2 separate regions of the Canis lupus genome follow, and region 1 is linked to region 2. Evidence: chromatin contacts called from public Hi-C data. All regions are on one chromosome and are shown on one strand. Each heading gives the region's core, a stretch centred on a gene start, on an enhancer-like site or on the middle of the called end of the contact. The rest is flanking DNA. Distances are from core to core; before and after follow the strand shown.

Region 1 (2,727 bases), core at 73-2,572, 98 kb after region 2:
GTCCTCTGCTGGATGAAATAGGAAACGCAGGCATCCATTGCCCACGTGCTCTTAGCTGGAAAGACAAGGCTATTTCAAGTAAATCAGTGATGAAACACACACACACACACACACACACACAGGGTTGAAAGTAACTGTGAACGCAACAGTTGCAAACAGTATAAGTTTTATGCAAACATAAAACCTAAAATACATAATGGCTAAGCTATATGGTTGAACTCTAAGTGCTATAAACACTGTAATTTAGAGAGATCACATAGGATAGAGGCTAAAAACATGAATATCAGAGTTATTTATTCACTAAAAAAATATTTCTTGAGTGCTCCCCAAATGCCAGGTATTGTTCTAGGTCCTAGAGATTTAGCTGTGCAGAACAGAGACAAGGCTCTTGTTCTCATGGAGCTTATGTTGCAGTGGTATGGTGTAGCAGAACAAGCAAATAGATAAACAAGAAATTATTTGAAATGATAAGCACTTAGAAGAACATGATGAGGAACACCTGGGTGGCTCAGCGGTTGAGCATCTGCCTTCGGCTCAGGTTGTGATCCCAGGATCCGGGATTGAGTCCCACATCGGGCTCCCTGCAGGGAGCCTGCTTCTCCCTCTGCCTGTGTCTCTGTCTCTCTCCCTCTCAGTCTGTGTCTCTCATGAATAAATAAATAAATATTTAAAAAAAAAAAAGAACATGATGAAGAAAAGCGGGGGGGGAGGGGCAGTTTTAGATAGGATGGACCAGGAAGGCTTCTAGAAGGTGATGTGTAATAAAAGGGAACAACCAGTTCGGCAAAAGTATAGGGAGGCTTTCCAGGCAAAAGCCAGTGCAAAAGCCTTGAAGTGAGACTGAGCTTGGCTTTGGGGTTTTTTTTATTTTGTGTCTTTGAGTAAAAATCCGATATGACTAGAATATAGAGAGTAAGAAGGAAAGTGGTACATGTTAAGGGTTGAGAGGGAGGCAGAGAGTGGCTATTATAGGATTGTGGAGTGTCTCTGATACACCAGTGTTCTCATCGGTACATTGTGCATAATAATTGTACCTCTGTACAATGAGGACTACGTAAGACACACGTAGTAGGGTGCCAGTAGTATTTACTGTTAAGTTAGGGTGGGTATAGCACAGGTACATGCTAAAAGGAAGCTACACCTTTTAGACAGGCTAAAAGGAAGCTAGACACCAGCAGTGAGTCCAGTGTCCAGAAGGGGGGCTAACAGAAGGCTAGAGTGGAATTTGCACAAGCCGGTAACTACAGATGGACAGAGAAGGGCAGGTAGACTTGAGGTGGAGGGGAGAGGAATGGGAGATGACATTCCAGGGAAGACTCATATTGTGGCCCAGTGCATGAAGCATGGAGATGAATATGGTGCATGTGTCCAGTGGTGAGGAGCCCGGCCTGATGGTGAGGCAAGATATGAGAGGGACAAGATCATAGGTGAGCCCTGTGTGTCATGTAGATGGGGGAGCACCCAGGCCACAGTAGGATGTTATGCACAGGAATTACATGATTTATGGCTGGTGTTGTAAGTTCCCCAGGCTACAAGGTTCGTGATGGGCTGGAAAGGGGGGTCCTGGCCACGTGGATGGCTTCTGGGAAAACTCTCGGATCAGGTGAGCATAACCAAACAGTGCATAAATCAGTCCTTTAGCTGTAAGACCTTCTCTTCAGATAGAAAAGGAATAATATGAATGACTTCCTTTAATGCCTTGGGCCACCTCCCCCTCCTTTGCTCTGGGATTTCTTTCTAAATCCCCTACTGGGAAAAGAATATCTCAGTCAAACATCTCCTCCGGCTCTCTCTTTTGGCGACAGTGGCTGATGGTTATAGTCTTTCCAAGAAGCCTGACTCCAAACTGTCTTTGGTGTACTCCCCTGCAAAGTGACAGCAGAGTCTATTTTTGAATTATGACCAGTTTGGAAGGTGTCTTCTGGCTGTAGCTGTGTTTATTTTCAGAAGAAGTAGGAGCTGGGCTTTGGGAGGGGGGAGGGAAGACTTGGCCATTTCCACCTTTCTGGGGAACAGGTCTGGAAAATTGCTTCTGTCTAAGGGTGTCTCCTTGGAATGTCTTGGTCACAAGCCTAGCTCTTTTTTCTTTGTCTGGTAAATATTTTTGGAAAGTATTTTCTTTCAGCACTCCCTTTCCCCCGCCCCCAGTAAAACCACTGAGTCAGATCCCTCCCAGGATGCTGTCTGAATTGAATTTCCAACTTAGATGCCACATCAGCCGTCTGCCTTTGGTGAACTTCTCCCAACAGAGTAAAGCAAAGCTGAAGGGGGCATTTTGTCAATGAAACTGGCCAGCTACTGTCTATGCCCCATGCCACAGGCCAAGAAGAGAAATGGAAAAATAGAATTGTGCAGTTACATAAGAAAAGTAGTGGTGGTGACCAACAAAAATAAATCCACGGTCCTATTGGATGGAAGGGTAGAGTTCCTTGAGATTACACTTGGAAGTACCTCCTGGTGGTCTGCGTGCAGAGGCAGTATTTCACCTCTAGAGGGCAGTCTCGCCCTCCTGAGGCAGCAGCCCTGAAGTTCACCAAAATGATTTCCATCCCCTACAATCCACTTCATTTTTAAAAAATTTCCTTGTTTTGAAAGGCTTTGCTGAATAAGCTTTGTTTACAAAAAAAAAATAGATTTCACAATACAATTGTGACTTTTGATCCTTATCCCATTTGATGGGTGTAAGATGATGGGCTTCTTGACTGATACATCCTAGTCCAAAAAAAA
Region 2 (2,700 bases), core at 128-2,627:
AAACTTTCAAGGGTTGAAGAATAGAAATAAGAAAAATAAGAAACTCAGAAATAGCGATTCCCAAAGAAATAGCAAATCTGCCCAACTCTCCTGGGCCAATATGGAATACAAGTTCTCAGGCGTATTGCTTGCCCCTTCTCCCTCCTGTTTCTCACCCACTTGACTTTTCTGTCATTTTCACCCCACAAAAGCATCTATGGGCTTATCTTCTCACAACTGAGGATAAATCTCATAGACCCTTGTGTTTTCACAGCTCAAATTATTTTCTGATTTAAATGTCCCTGGTCTGCACTGTGACCTTTCCTCTCAGTCCTGGTTGGCAGTTCTGAGGTACTTCCGTGGTGATGGACAGATATGGCAGTTCTATGAACGTTCTAGTCATGACTAAATGTGCAGTAAATGGATCACCCTCAAGTCCCTTGCCAAGGCAGAGATTATTCATCAGCAAAGCATATTTTCTTTGTAGAACTCAGAACCAGTCTCATAGCCCTTCTTGACACTGGGCTCTGGGAAGGCATTATTACCAATGGGTTGCTGTCAATTTGAGTAGGAAAATTCTCTCATTTAAGTCTAGGATATAAAGTCCACCCACCTCTGGAACCTCCTGTGGTGACTCTCTCAGATGAATGTAATCTCCAGTAATCTCTACCCAACACATACACACAGGTTTTTTTTTTTTTTTTAAGATTTTATTTATTTATTCATGGTAGTCACACAGAGAGAGACAGAGAGGCAGAGACACAGGCAAAGGGAGAAGCAGGCTCCATGCACCGGGAGCCCGACGTGGGATTCGATCCCGGATCTCCAGGATTGCGCCCCGGGCCAAAGGCAGGTGCCAAACCGCTGCGCCACCCAGGGATCCCACACACAGGTTTTTAAAACTCTGTTTTAGGTCCACAATAATGAACGTGTCTATTATAAATAAGCCCGTCTGAGCCTAATCCATACCTTATCTATAGAGCACTGTGCAAACACCACACCTTACTAGAAGAAGAGGGTTGTTATATCCCAGCATGTGCCAGAGGCTCCAAACTTGGCCCATTCTGTTGTTTAACTTCTGAGTGGTATTGATATCATGTGCTTTTATGCCCCATTTTGATTAGCATGTCCTTGGAGTTAACTGCCTTTGTAGGAGCTGCTCAGGGAACAGCCTGTGTTCTTTGCCGAACTTCAGCAAGTGTCATAAAAAGGCCTAACCTGTTACGGTAGGCTTTGAAGCTAATTGCCATGTGACAGTTTTTTTTTTTTTTTCTTTTCTCATAATGCTGAAAGCTTATTTTAGCATTCATGAATAAGAGGAGCAGTACAGGGGCACCTGGGCGGCTCAGTCAGTTACGTGTCTGTCTTCAGCTGAGGTCATGTTCCCAGGGTCCTGGGACTGAGCTGCGCATCGGACCCCCTGATCTGAGGGGAGTCTGCTTGTCCCATTCCCCCTGCCACTCCCCCCAGCTCATACTCTGTCTCTGTCTCCTCTCTCCTGTGTCTCAAATGAATAAAATCTTAAAAAAACAAAAACAAAAACAAACAAACAAAAGGAACAGTACAGTGTAGTCACTAAGCTTGAACTCTGGGGTTAGATGGGGTTCCACTGTTGGCTGCACACTAAATTTCTTTAGAGCATTTGGTGAGTTACCACTTAACCCCTCCAAGCCTCCTGAACCATAAGGGAAATAACAATACCTATCGTGTTGTGATTCATTTATAAACTAAATGTTATTGTGCATCTGGTTTGTACCAAGTACCAGCAACAGGGAGTGGATGTAATGGAATGAGACCCGTAACTAACTCACCTATCACCAAAACGATATTATTGTCATTCCTCTTTTAAAGTCCTGAAGGCTGAAGCCCTCATGAAAGGTGGGGGCAAAAGGAGACCATGGCTCTTGAATTTGAAATGGATTGGACCTGCAGTTTAGGTGGTGGACCAGCAGAGTCAGTATTTAATTTTTAAAGTGTGGCCGCGGGGCGAACTTCCCCCAGTGGCCAGTGGGGTGTGCTGTGTGAACAGAGTAACTGCAGTACTGCCAACCGCTGGTTTCGGGAACAGGGTGATGCTTCCCCTAGGGAGAGTGGGGATCAAAAGGGTCAGTGGCAAGTTCAACTCTGAATCCTCTAGCTTCTGTTTCCTGTTGAATTTAACTCCAACCACAATGTAATGACAGCAGAATTGATTCACCTGTAGGAGACGTCCTCACTGACCAATAAGCTTTTGCAATGAAAGCCATGTGCTTGGGGAAGCATGAGGAGGAAGTGACACAGATGCATTGGGTAATTGTTAAGAAAGCACTAGGGGAATAGTGTAAACGAGAAGCTACCTGCTGGAGAGAGGCAATACCACTGCGGATAACCTGAAGACAAGGGAATCTTGGAAAGCATTAGCGCATCTGCCCCTGCCTACTGCTGGAAGTCACAGTCCGGCCTCGGCAGCCAAGTTCTAGTGACCACAAGGTGCACTCACTATGGGCAGCATCTATGACTTTTTTATATTGCTTTTGTTTGGTTTGTGATTTCGAACCTCACGTTCATTCTTTTTGGCCTTGCCTCTGGAACTCACCTTCAGAAATTGACCCAGTCCACCTGAGCAAATTTCAGATTCATCTTTGGGTTCTCAAAAGAGCTGGTTTTATTCCATTTTATTGCTAATTTAGCAATATTTTATTCCATTTAGCAATAATCACGCGTCGGATAAACCTCGCTGGC

The links. Hi-C and Micro-C count contacts between places; a contact is called where the count stands out from the background.
Region 1: a contact with region 2 is called in a Hi-C map of skin fibroblasts, with 2.9 times the contacts expected there. The contact joins two enhancer-like sites. A contact is called at or near these places in 4 of 9 Hi-C or Micro-C datasets (amygdala, blood, liver and 1 more).

The regions. Positions count from the first base shown.
Region 1 is chr20:22,593,094-22,595,820 of UU_Cfam_GSD_1.0, forward strand. The region is part of intron 4 of FRMD4B (FERM domain-containing protein 4B); the gene reads left to right. Among named protein-coding and RNA genes, the nearest start is that of LMOD3, 150 kb to the right of the region's middle. Within about 2 kb of position 1,323, at least 4 of the 20 cell types and tissues checked have an H3K27ac peak or open chromatin away from gene starts, as enhancers often do.
Region 2 is chr20:22,495,449-22,498,148 of UU_Cfam_GSD_1.0, forward strand. The region is part of intron 2 of FRMD4B (FERM domain-containing protein 4B); the gene reads left to right. Among named protein-coding and RNA genes, the nearest start is that of FRMD4B, 110 kb to the left of the region's middle. Within about 2 kb of position 1,378, at least 4 of the 20 cell types and tissues checked have an H3K27ac peak or open chromatin away from gene starts, as enhancers often do.